2 separate regions of the Mus musculus genome follow, and region 1 is linked to region 2. Evidence: chromatin contacts called from public promoter capture Hi-C data. All regions are on one chromosome and are shown on one strand. Each heading gives the region's core, a stretch centred on a gene start, on an enhancer-like site or on the middle of the called end of the contact. The rest is flanking DNA. Distances are from core to core; before and after follow the strand shown.

The links. Promoter capture Hi-C pulls out the DNA fragments that hold promoters and counts their contacts.
Region 1: a promoter capture Hi-C map of embryonic stem cells shows a contact between it and region 2, with 2.3 times the contacts expected there. The contact joins the promoter of Polk here to the promoter of F2rl1 in region 2. A contact is called at or near these places in 2 of 39 promoter capture datasets (embryonic stem cells and liver), 1 of 484 Hi-C or Micro-C datasets (embryonic stem cells) and 4 of 115 datasets of contacts at active chromatin or transcription factors (embryonic stem cells and stem cell-derived neural progenitor cells).

Annotation. Positions count from the first base shown.
Region 1 is chr13:96,537,968-96,544,817 of GRCm38.p6, forward strand. It overlaps Polk (polymerase (DNA directed), kappa), which reads right to left and starts at 4,612. Exons shown (of 15, transcript NM_012048.3): 1 at 4,360-4,612. It overlaps Cert1 (ceramide transporter 1), which reads left to right and starts at 4,768. Exons shown (of 18, transcript NM_023420.2): 1 at 4,768-5,292. The coding sequence starts at 5,197.
Region 2 is chr13:95,520,281-95,526,920 of GRCm38.p6, forward strand. F2rl1 (coagulation factor II (thrombin) receptor-like 1) reads right to left here and starts at 4,960. Exons shown (of 2, transcript NM_007974.4): 1 at 4,757-4,960. The coding sequence starts at 4,847.

The DNA.
Region 1 (6,850 bases), core at 3,362-5,861, 1.0 Mb after region 2:
CCTCTCAATCGTAAAATAGAAAATGTAGAGGAAACAAGAACACTAGTAACCCTGAGTTGAAAGTTAATTCATGTTAACTGAATTTGAGGAGGTTCTTGGACACTTTAGCTAGTATAAACATACATCAACTCATGTAGATATTGGGGGGGGGGGTGTTTTGCATATAAAATGATACAGAAGAAAACTTGAATGATCAGTTCTGTTGCCACCTAGGTAATTATTCCAGTCATGAAAATAAGGTTACCAATACAGCTGTGTTATTAACATGTTATATTTAGTTCATCTCTTCTTAAGATTTGTTTGTTTAGTGAGACAGAGTCTTGGTATGCAGCCTAGGCGTAGCCTGTAACTCACAATCCCCAGACAGCCTCTTGAGTACCTGGATTAGATGGATTAGAGGTACTGAGCCCCAAGCAGCGTGATTTTCAGACAGCCACAGTTCATAGATTACCACCTCTACTTCACATGGTAACAGCTCCAGTTTCAAGTTTGCAAAATAGTGTTTCTTCGATTTTTAACTGGTCATAGTTTTTAGAGGTGGGAACAGTTTTAATAAAGAGCAGTTAAATTTCCAGATTAGCTAAAAGGCATTATTTAACTCAAAATGCATCTTTATTGTAACGATTATTATAGGAATAAGGAACACACAGGCTTTGTACTGACTGACCTGGGTTCCCCGAAACTCATCTTTGAGGTGTCTATCATCACTCTCTATTGTTAATCAGTAAAACAGCTCTAGGGATTTTTTATTTCCAACACCTCTAGGGATTTTGGCTTCTAGATGTTGGCAGTGGAATACAAGGCACAAGAAGGCCTGGGATTGCTATTGGTGTAGAAGAACCAGGGGAAAGAGTTGAGGGAAAACTCCACTGGTGTGAGAATGAACTCTGAAGTCTGGATGCTTGGGGCTCAGCCCTCAAATACATCTTTACTATGACTTTTTGGAAGAAAAATTTAACCTTTCTGCGGTTAAGCTTCTTCACATAAAATATTATAAATAGAAGGTAATAATGAACTCTAAAGAACTGGTGTTGGGCAAAAACAAGGCAGTAGATGAGGAAAATGGGAAATGCTAAATATCAGTGCCTGAATTAAAAGCATTGTGGCATGTATACCTTATCTATTGAATTCATTGTTTTATATAGTGGCTTGGAGGCACTCATCTATAGAATCATTTTTATACACTGCCTCCCAGTGTGGTATTAAGAAGCACAGAAAAGGGTTTATTTGGACTTGAAACTAGAAGACTTAGGTTCAAAAAGCAGAAAGGGGTTTATATAAACTTGGACATAAAAGAGACTTAGAGACGTAGGTTCAAATCTTAACTCTGCCACTTAGTAGCCATGGGACACTGGGTAAGTTACTCAGCCTCACGGTGCTTCAGTTCATTATCCTTTATGGGATAACAGGACCAACAATGCTCCACTCACATGACTTTTAAGGTAAAAGTCAGATCACATATTTAAGGTATCTGGCTGACACAAATAATACTGTGTGGATATGATTTCTTTACCAATTAAGTGCAGTCACAATTCAAATCTTTATACTTACTTATTTTCTGTATCTGTGTTTTAATGACTGAATATTTTCATATGGATATGTGTATATGTACTAACAGGTATGTGTGAACATGCATGTGTGTGTGTGTGTGTGTGTGTGTGTGTGTGTGACTGTAGAGACTAGGACAACTTTGAGTAGTTTCCTTAATTGCTTTCCACCTTGTTTTTAGGGACAAGGAAGGTCTCTCACATAGCTTGGGAATGCATGATTTCAGCTGGGCTGGCAGGCTAGTGAGCTCTAGGGATGCACGTGTCCCACCCAGACAGGTCTGGAACTACAGGCGTGCACCACCCTGCCTGGCATGTCCATGGGGATTAGGGATGGGAACTCAGGTCCTTGTGTTTGAGCAACATCTTTCCAGCACCAAATCTTCCCACAATTTCTCAACTAATTCAATTAGCTACTTTCATATCCTTTTGGAAAATCTAAAACATTTTTAGAAAAATAAAAAAGACCAGGACAATTTCTTCATTGAATATATAAAAGCAAACAGCAATTAAATCAATACAGTATTGGTATAGCTATAAATATATCAAAGGAAAAGAATGAAGCCCAGTAGCAGGGCTATACATCGGGGTTTGTATATGTCATAAAGGTGGCATATCTGTGTAAGAGTAAGAATAGACTGTTCAGGATGGTTGCTGATGATACACACCTTTAATTGCACAGCACTTGAGAGGCACAGACAGGTGGATCTCTGAGTTCAAGGCCAGCCTGGTCCACAAAGCAAGTTCCAGGACAGCCAGGGCTACACGAAGAAATCCTGTCTCTAAAAACCAAACCAAACCAAACCAAACCAAACCAAACCAAACCAAACCGAAAAAAAAAAGTGTATTTTTGCCGGGCATGGTGGCACACTCCTTAAATCCCAGCACTCGGGAGGCAGAGGCAGACGGATTTCTGAGTTCGAGGACAGCCTGGTCTACAAAGTGAGTTCCAGGACAGCCAGGGCTACACAGAGAAACCCTGTCTCAAACCCCCCCCCCAACCCCACACACACCCAAAAACCCCCAAATCACTGAACAACCAACCAACTAAAACAATAATAGCAACCCCCCAAAACAAACAAACAAACAAACAAACAAACAAAGAATAGTCTTTAATAAAATGCCAGGTCCAAATGCCCAGTTGCAAAAAACCAAAAACCAACAATTAATTTCTTACTTCATTCTACACACTAAAGTAAACCCCATATTTTACAAGATCTAAAAATTAAGCTAATGAAAATGAGGAGCACTGCACAAGGATTAGAAAAGGCCCTATGTAAGACAGACAGCTGGACAGCGGCCATTTTTATTATGAAATAAAGAAAGCTTGTACCCTTCATTCCGGCATGGCTACTGCAGGGCACTGCTTTCTGCTAACAGTAATAATGCAAACCATAATTTCTAATGTGGTAATCTAATCACTAGACAAAAATCTTCCTGTACTTAAAATATCTTAGCCTCTAGTACAAAGGACCCATGCAACGGAGGCAATTTCTCAAACATTAACACTAAATACAAGGAAGCAATTTTCAACTGAGCAAGCAGGAGCTGGGTGTTGGTGGTCACAATTACTCAAAACCTAAATGAGTCACCAAATAAATTGAAGGTTCTTTTTAGAAATTAAACATAACACTGTTTCTGTGATTCTAAATTGCATTGTGAGGTGAGTTCCTCAATATTTACAACCACTTTCTTTAAGAGCAGTGATTCTAAAACCTAGCACAAGAATCAGAAATTCTATTCATATCTGACTTAGTAAGCAAAGCAAACTATCTAAATGCATACTCTTGTAATTTACAAAGTGGTTTGCCCTCTTCTCTCTCTCTCTCTCTCTCTCTCTCTGTGTGTGTGTGTGTGTGTGTGTACATATATCTCCTTGGGCTATGTTTTAACACCCTGATAAGGTATTCTTAAAATCTTTATCTCTTAAGGTTTTATTCATTTGAATATCTTTCAGTTATGTTTGTCATGATTTTACGATGGAAAATCATTTGTATCTGACATACAGTAGACTTAGATTCTACTGCATTTAGTCTCCAGGAATGCTTCTACACAAGAACTTCTCAGGGCTACTTCCTGTCATGTGGAGTGTAGGACTCTTCGATTGCTCCCAGAGTTTTTGTTTGTTTTGTTTGTTTGTTTTTTCTTAGTCATTGTGCCTTAACACCCCACCCTACCCCCAAACACTCAAAATTTCTTACTTTTCCATCTGGGTAGCAGGTAGAAATTCTTTCTGCAGTTAAATAAGGAATTTCAAAGTTGGAAATGATCAGGAATTTGATAGCTACCTATTGCCTAATTCCTTATTATTTAGTAAAACTCGCATTTTGATCTTAATGATAGAAAGTTTCTATCCAAGTTATCCTGTCTTCCGGGGAGGAAAAAGATGGTTAACATGGGTCTCCGGGGAGATACTTGTTCACAACTAAGAGAAAACTTCAGGATATAATATGACCCTAATTTCCTTTTTAAGAAGTTCTTTAAACGTTATTTGTTCTCTGACAACCTCAACATTAATTGCACGAGATAAAAATTCTATAAATTAACAGTGAGAAAATAGTCTGAAGGAATTCTTCCTCCAACAGCAGTAAACGTCAAATATTAAGTCTACTTCCGAAGACATAGACAGTAGTCCTTCGGAATTAACAGTGACGGTTTTAGAGAGGAAGCAAATCTTCAGTTTGCGACTGGAGAGATCATAAACTCCTAACCTGAGTGAAGCGACGGAGTCCCTATCATTTTTGCCCAGGCAAGTTGCAAAGATGTTCCCGGGCTTTCCGGAAAGCAGCGTCGCACAGCCCACCATCCTCACCTGAGGGTTCTCACGTCCCGGCTCGCTGGCTCGTCACAAACACGCAAGGCAGAATCGGAAGCCAGGCTGGACGGAAAGGGGCACGCAACTCTCAAAAGAAGCCCACTTGCCTTCAGAAGGTTCCCCTAGGCAACCAGCCTTTAGGCGCGCCCAGGACACACACCAGTTGCCTAGGATTGCGACTACAACTCCCAGGAGGCTGCGCGGCGGACGGAGCGCCAGCCTTCCCAGAATGCAGCGCAGCGGCTTCCCTGTTCAGCTTTCTCCTCTCCCGGCTCCGCCTCCTTCCCTACCCGTCGTCACCCGGGAGGGCCGGAGGTAGGGAGCGTCGCGAGCCGCCGGGAGGGGCCCGGGGCGGGGTGGAGGGAGGATGGGAGGACGGAGGGGAGGGAGCTGAGAGAGGAGGGAGGGTAAATAGTGGACCCGGCAGGAAGATGGCGGCTGTAGCGGAGGTGTGAGTGAGTGGATCTGGGTCTCTGCCGTTGGCTTGGCTCTTCCCGTCTTCCTCCCCTCCTCCCTCCCTGACTGAGGTTGGCATCTAGGGGGCCGAGTTCAGGTGGCGGCGCCGGGCGCAGCGCAGGGGTCACGGCCACGGCGGCTGACGGCTGGAAGGGCAGGCTTTCTTCGCCGCTCGTCCTCCTTCCCCGGTCCGCTCGGTGTCAGGCGCGGCGGCGGCGGCGCGGCGGGCGCGCTTCGTCCCTCTTCCTGTTCCCTCACTCCCCGGAGCGGGCTCTCTTGGCGGTGCCATCCCCCGACCCTTCACCCCAGGGACTAGGCGCCTGCACTGGCGCAGCTCGCGGAGCGGGGGCCGGTCTCCTGCTCGGCTGTCGCGTCTCCATGTCGGATAACCAGAGCTGGAACTCGTCGGGCTCGGAGGAGGATCCGGAGACGGAGTCCGGGCCGCCTGTGGAGCGCTGCGGGGTCCTCAGCAAGGTGAGCTGCCCCGCGGGGACCGTGGATCCGCTGCCGGGACTCACCTGCCGCGAGGCGAGGGGGAGCCGCTCGGGACCTGGGGTGGGGCTGGACTGGAGGCACCGACTGTCCCGGGGCGGGGGCTGCGGAATGTGCTGGGGTGCGGGGCCGAAAGGTCGTCTTGGAATGAGTGCCTGGCCAGGGATGGGATAGGAGGTGCTTGGGACTGTCCTTACCGCTAGCCCCCCAATTCCTGGATCCTGTCAGCTTTGGCGGAGGACCTTGGAAAGCTTGTATTAAATCCGTGATCTAGTTCGGGAGGCAAGGTGCATCTGGTAACTTGGAACCCAAGGCCGCAGCTGTCTGGGGTGTAGGAATCTGGGTTGGGCAACCCGTGGTGTCTGAAGAAGTGCTGGGCAGGAGGGCGGTGAAATCGACCTTTCAGACTGTATTTTGGAGGCCCCTACCAGAATGGGGGCAGGTGCTGTTCGGCTCTTAATTGGTGTAACTTAGGCAAACCAGTTGACTGGGTTTGGCCTTGAAATCTGAGATAGTAAACTTTGAGGTGTGAGTGATCTTTGGTGTAGGAAGCGTGTGCGGCACTTTTGTACCTTACCCCCTCCTTGTCCAAGTTCAGAAAAGAGCTATTGAATTGGCAAGCTGTGGATAAGAAATATTAATAGTAAGTTGGAACGTGTCAGAAGGAAGACCGACCTTTAGTTCAGGAAAAGGAGCGTTATTTAGTAATGCAGTATTTGTACAGAAAGGAAAGACATTTTTTGTTTTGTTTTGCCTCTGTACTTTTAAAAGCACCGTTTCAGCTTTCTTTCTTTCTTTCTTTCTTTCTTTCTTTCTTTCTTTCTTTCCTTTAAGCCTAGATAGAATTTATAGGGCTGGAAATAAGTGATCTTGTTAATATTTCACAGTGTGTTGTATTTTACGTTTTTGTTGTGGGAAGACTCAGTCTTTATGACTTCCCAGTCCTTTCCTGTTAAACTTTAAGAAATGCTTAGAGCAAGCAGTTAGTTTCCAGAGGGAGAATCAGGGCTGGTCCCTTAACAAGCTGGTCATAAGATACTAAGTCATGTGCTAATGCCCATTAAGAAATCATTCTGCTTCTAGTGTTCTTGAACATCATTTCTGGAATTGTCTGAAATTTAGGCTATTAAAGTATCTACAGTGTCCTAGATTGAAAAGGCCTGGGATAGACTTAAGAATGCCAGATGCAAGGCTTCCAAGTGTTAACTTTTATTTACATAGTAGAAAATTATGTTGTATTTAATTCTGTGATTATTTTTGAAATTTTATTGTGATGGTTTCAGTATTGCATCTTTATAATTTAAGAATCTACTAAACACATTGTGTAATACATTTGCATTTTCTCTTTTTAAGATTTGTTTATTTATTAAAGATTTATTTATTATTACACATAAGAACACTGTAGCTGTCTTCAAACATACCAGAAGAGGGCGCCAGATCTCATTACGGGTGGTTATGAGCCACCATGTGGTTGCTGGGATTTGAACTCAGGACCTTCAGAAGAGCAGTCAGTACTCTTAACCACTGAGCCTTCTCTCCA
Region 2 (6,640 bases), core at 3,710-6,209:
TGACTATCAGTGGCCAGGGCTGGTTATGGGAAGGCTGTTATGCAACAACAAAGGGGATTCCTGTGGGTCATCAAAATGCGTTCAAATTGACCACTGGGATGGTCACAATTCTGTAAGTATACCGAAAGGCACTGGACTCTCTTTAAATGGGCTAACTGTGTGTTATGAAAATTATTTGGCATCGAGACCCTAATAAAGCTATTAAAAGTAACACAGAAAGACAGGCTGAGGGTAGAGATGAAACACATCTACCCAAGAATTACTGATCACTGCTGTTGTGGTGGGTACCAAAACTAATGTATAAGAATGATAAAGAGAAAGAAGTAACTAGGAACAACATTCCAACTAAAGAAGTATGGCTCGGGTTAAAACTTTAAAAAAGGAAGAGGAAGAAAGACTAGGAGGAGGAGGAGGCGTCATTCTTCGATTCCCCAAGCCCTGTGCAGATATACCACTGTAAAGGTTGGGGCTGCACCTCAGTGGTAAAGTGCTTGCCCAGCATGGATGGACAAGGCTTGATTTCCAGGCTGCCTCCCCAAGCCCCTCACAAAATAGAGTTGGGAATCCCAGCTTTAAACTCAACACTGAAGAGTCTGGGACAGGAGATCATGAGTTCCAGGCAAGTCTGGGCTATTCAGCAAGATCTTGAATACAGAACACAAACAACACGCAAACGGTAGCAGCCATTCACATTAAACCACTCTGTGTCCCAGTTCAAAGGTCCTTGAGGCTCTGTCCTTTCTGTATTGCATACCAAACTGCTGGTATCCCTGATGCTAGTTGTAAACCAGGCTCAGTGTTTCAAAACTGAGCGGAGACTATGGGTGACTACGAACTGGGGACACACCAGAGTACCTGGCTCTGAGTGCATCTTATTTGTAGGGCTACAATCAACAGTTCCTGTCAGGCATACAAAAACATACACCCACTCATGTTCGTGGCCACACCCAGCCCCCACGACTGCCAAACAGGAAACGGGCCTGTGTATCAGCCTGCTTCTAAGTTACTATACCCCTAGTCCTAAGATTAGACACTCACCTTCCTACAGGAAATATACAGCCAACTGTAAACAAGAAACCAATAAAATAATACGCTGTCATCTGCTTCATAAGACTCTAATGTACATTATTCAAAAAACCTGAAATCTAGGGTCCTCTCAATATAAAATGTAAAATTAGGGCTGCCTCAAAATAAAATGTAAAATTAGGGCTGAGGCTCTAGCTCAGTGGCAAAGTGACTGGTTAATACACAGAGGCCCTAGGTTTAGTGCCTAATACCTGGGCCACACCTGGTGTGTGTGTGTGTGTGTGTGTGTGTGTGTGTGTGTGTGTGTGTGTGTGTGTGCATGTTAGTGTGTATATGCCATCTTTTAAAGCTGTTAAAATTGTGTTACTGACCTTTACATGTTAAATCCCATACTTGTACAAGGCTTTCCTCTCTCCAAGCTATAAAAAGTGTGTTTCCTTGAAGCAGAACATCGGGAGAAGAGCAAACCTTGCTCTCTCTGTCTTAGGTTTTCGGCCACTCATAATGCAAGCTGACACAATCTTTTTAAAAGTTGAATCACTGTTTAACCATGGTACAAAATAATCATCTCCATATCAAAACTATTTCAGTAACTTACAAGAGCTATAACACCCCTACAAAACATGCACAGAAGCCTGTCTCCTGACTGTATATAGATTTATTGTTGAAATGCAAGTAAGTCCTAGGACAGCAGGATGGTCCTTCTGTGGTTTAAGGGACACCAGTTGGTGGTAGGCTTGGTCTCAGTGTTTTGGCCCTTTCCCAGAGTTCTTCGCTACCAACTCTTGGGAGCACCAGATGGAGAGAAAAAAAGGTTTCAGTTGCTATTAACAACTATTAATATTCAACCTATCCATCCTTTCCTAGGTACACTTTTAGCGAACTTTGCAAACTCTTTTTCTTTTTCCCAAGGGGAACTGTTTTCCTCAACATTTGTCCAGATAGTAAAACCATAAGAAAGTCAAATACAGACTTCATGAGGCCTGAGGGATCACGGTTAATCAGTAACAGGAGGAAGGCAGAGGCACCAAGCATCAACCTCAAGTCCCATCTCCACGTTCACTAGAGTTCTTTTATACTACGAGACCTCGGAAAGATCCTGTGTGCCTGTTCACAAAACATTAATTTAACAAGACGAAGCCAGGTTTGCCGGTGCTGGTCTATAACCATAGCTACTCGGGATGAGGAAGTAGAACCCCAGGTTCAAGGCCAACCTGGGTTACCTAGTGGACTCGAGGAAAGTTTGCGCAATTTAAGGAGACTTTGCCTCAAAATAAAATGTAAAATTAGGGCTGAGGCTCTAGCTCAGTGGCAAAGTGACTGGTTAATACACAGAGGCCCTAGGTTTAGTGCCTAATACCTGGGCCACACCTGGTGTGTGTGTGTGTGTGTGTGCATGTTAGTGTGTATATGCCATCTTTTAAAGCTGTTAAAATTGTGTTACTGACCTTTACATGTTAAATCCCATACTTGTACAAGGCTTTCTAATTTAGAAATGTGTATTTTATGTATTCCTCATGTACAAAAGCATGGGAAAGATATAAATCAAAATGTTAGCAAGTGGTTATTTTAAGTACCAATGTTTAGGATGATTCCGTTAAATTTCTCCTTTCCCTGTTTTCTCTTCTCAGTGACCACATATTAATGTTATAATTTAAAAAAAGAAAATGTTATCGGGAGCTGGAAAGATGCCTCAGCATTGTACCCTCGTGGACTCACAACTGTCTGTAACTCTAGTTCAAGGGGATCCAACACCCTCACCCAGATATGAATGCAGGCAAAAACACCAGTGCACATAATTTTTCTAAAATTACATTTTAAAATGTTGTCTAGGTATGGTAGTGCATTCCTGTAATCCCATCATTCAGGAGAACAGACAAAAGTGTTGCAAGTTCAAGGCCAGTGTGGTCAACATAGACAATTTCAGAGCAACCAGGGATACACAATGAGACTAATTCAAAGGAAGAAAAGGAAGACTACAACAAAAAAACAAACACACACCCAAGAAGATCCAGTCTTAAAACTGAAATGGACTGACTGTGTGACTAGGAAAATAGCAACGGTCCAGCACTTGCCCAGCCTGTGCAAAGCCCTAGGTTGGATGCCCAGCATGGCAAGAAATCAAGAAACAAAATATGGAGATGGAAGAGGGGGAGGGGAGCAGGAGAGGGAGACAGTAGTAGTGATTGTGTCTGTGGGAAACTGACTTAAACGTCACATTCGCAATTCAGTGCCCCTCCCCCCAGCTGGGACCCTTTCCGAGAAACAATTTTTTGGGGGTGGAGAAAACCAAGCTCAATCTGCTGTTTAACAGGCCAAGGAGCACGCAGAAAGACCAGACCTAAGCGGCATGAGCAAAGAAGGCAAGCAAGGTGCCCCGTGTCCTAACCAAAATTAATTTAATTACAATGGGGGGGGGGGGACGGACCCAATACCTCCCGGTATCTAAAGTCTCTGTTACTAGACTAACTCTTTAGGAAAGTTACCGGCAATGGAGCATAATTATGCAGAGAGAAAAGCCAAGTTGGGATATTAAGTAGCTCGGGTTAACAAGTAACCCAATTTTTTTGTTGTTGTTGTTAAAATCAAGTTCACCACGTACGCTAGGAACCTCTACCTCCCAATCTCCTCACTCTGAAAACAGAGGAAGCCGACTAATCAGGGTATGCTTCCTATACTAGGTAAATCACGAAAGTAATCACCTCCAACCACTTTTTTTTTAAGTTTGCACACACTTTGTTCCTGAGTTTTTAAATTTCTAACTTTAAATGACAGGCAAACGGAGAGGGGTTGGACGCTCTTCTACAACTTAACGACAAAGTAAAAGTGAGAAATAGCCTTTAAGACTACAGCAAGTTTAGAACGGAAACGCCAGGCCGGGTTTTGCAATAGCGCTATCACTGGTAGCAAACACCCCCCCACCCCACCCTACAGCCTACAGAGGTCTCCGTGGCTTCTAGAAGGGCCAGTTCGAGCTCACCAGGAGCTGCAACGCCCAAGCCGGCAGCGGGCCAGAGGAGCACCGCCCCGAACCGCTTTCCTGCAGTTCGGTTCCTTGGGCATGGCAGCCTCAGAGAGAGACCTGGGTGGCTGCCAGTGTTCGCTCCCGGCGGCGGGAAGGTCTCGAAATCTCTAGGCTGGAGATTTCACCTGGTAAGGGTCCGAAAGGGCCCCTTCTACCACCACGTGACATTCAAACCGCCTGAGTCCCGTGCCCAGCGCATCCACTGCGATGCCAGGTACCGTAGCCCCGAGTGGGTCTTGAACACTGTGGTTCAACCCGCAAAGAAAGGGTTCAGTGAGTGGGTGGGTGCGAGTGTAAAACTCGAGGTGGGAACTTCCCAGGGCACGGGCTCCCACTCACTCCACCCATACGTGAGCCATCAAACTGCTATAATCCGGGGGTCTAGTAAGACCCTATAGGACGTAGTTCGCAGGGTCCGCGAAAACCAATTACTGACTCAGTGTTTGTAAAGGAACGACCGCAGGGAGGGGAGGCTGAGTCCTGCGGGCGCTCCTTCCTTATCTCCCCGAACCACGTCGACGAGTAGAGATTGGAAGTGCCCAGACCAGGATTGTTTCTAGCGCGTCTTTGGTGGCACTTAGGTGTCCCGGCTGATTGGTCCTGGTTAGGGACCCCCATCAAAGCTACAGAGAGTGTCCAGGGGGTGTGCCCGCCTTCCCCGATTCCCCCACCAGCCCAGAGCGTTCCTTCGCCGCTCGAGCTCACCCGGTGCAAGGTTCTCGGTCCGGCTGCAGGAGACCGAGGCCGCCAGAAGGGTGATACCTCCCAGCAGCCACGCCAGGCTGAGACTTCGCATCCCCGGACGTGGGGCGGGCGGGCAATCCGCCACCAGTGGTTCGAAACTCGGAGCCCTACTCTGAGCACAGGGTCCCTTCCCTTAACACGAGCTTCACTGAGCCTTCCTGGGGCGGGACCTGTTTCAGTGAAACCGGAGCCCCTAGACGCACCTGCGGAAGACCACGCCCCCAGGAGACCACGCCCCCTCGAACGTCCTACGCAGGCCACACCCCGGGCCACCTGGCCCAGCACAGCCTGACCGTAGCTCCCGTGTGCTGGCCAGCGTCCACTTGGCTGCTGGAGTCGCCTGCGGGTGAGGCTGGACCGGTGAGGTGGCTACATTGGAATGCAAATGACAGGAAGGTTGGGACCCAGGGTTTTAGAGCCTGGGCGATGTCCAAAACTATCTTTAACCTTTAATTACTTCAGAGAACCAGTGAGGTCATCCTGTGAATGTTAGAAAGTCTATGCTAGTTGCCTTTGTCTTCAGTAATTGGTGTGGAAGGCTTTGTGGTGTAATGGGCAGTGCGGGACCGATATGAAAGGGGTTCTTGTTGGTTATTGTTTTGTTGATTGTTGTCTTGGTTTGCCTTTTTGCGAAAGCTTTCTTTCCCTACTACCCACCTGACTTCAAACTTGTGACGATTCTCCAGCCTCGACCTCCTAAGTGCTGGGGTGCCAGGATTGTTCCACCAGTTCTGGGATTAACTCATCTGTTATCCAGTGTCATTAAACAAACCTGGATGTGTGGGAAGCACTAACCGCCAATGGTTCAGTACTGTTAGCTTGTCTAATGCCCTCAGCACTGTATGTGCCCGCTCCATCTGTCTTCCCATTTTACAGAATAGGAGATGGAACTTAGAATGTTTGCTGCCTCTGGGGTTACACAGTTCTTTGGCACAGTTTGTAAATGTCCAAGCTCAAGTCTATGACTGAAATTTGTCCACAACTTGTTGCTCTATACCTGATTCCACTCGGGTCTCTTCTGCATCGTGATCCCATGTTCCAAAGAAATATATAAGCATGGGTTGGGGTGTGTAGCTTGGTAGTAGAGCACATGCTTAGCATGTCCAAGGACCAGAGTGAATCTCCCCCACAGAGACAGAGGCAGGAGCATAAAGAATTGGAGACCATTTGGGCTACATAGTAGAACCCTATCTTAAAAATAAATTAAAACTAGGACAATAAGTCAGACTTTACTGTTGTTCAAGAAAACTGTGGTTTGAATTACAGAGAAGATACTGGAAGGATTCATAAACGGAAGAGACTCGGATGAGCCCAAAGCAGGTGTCTCCACGGAGAGGGGATTTCAATGTAGGAAGGGCTGGCTGCAGTCCTGGACAGCTCTGAAATGATGACAGAGTTAGAAGAGAGACCGGAGTTAGCCATTTCTCTCAGGTTTGAGGACATCCACCTGGCATGTTGCAGAGGGGTTCCACTCCAGAGGGAAGGGTCAGGCAGTCACTGTTGATAGTTATTAATATCTGCGCAGCCTTGAGCCAAGTGGTCACCGCCATGTCCCATAAGTGTGTAGAATGCAGCTTCCATCTGATGCAAGATCTGGGTCACACCTCAACATGCCTGATGGATGGTTAGTCTTCTGCCTGTTCATTCTGCCCCAACGGGATCACACACAGCCAGAAATCAAAGGAAGAGAAGCAAATGGTCCTGAATAGGCCATGAAAATAGAATGCTTCCTTTCTAGATAACAGAAATGGACAGGTAATGGACACGGACACACACTCAAGAGTGGTCAGAAAAAGCAGCCCAAGGGTTGAGACAATTCTCTTTAATGGAACATCTCTGGAGGGG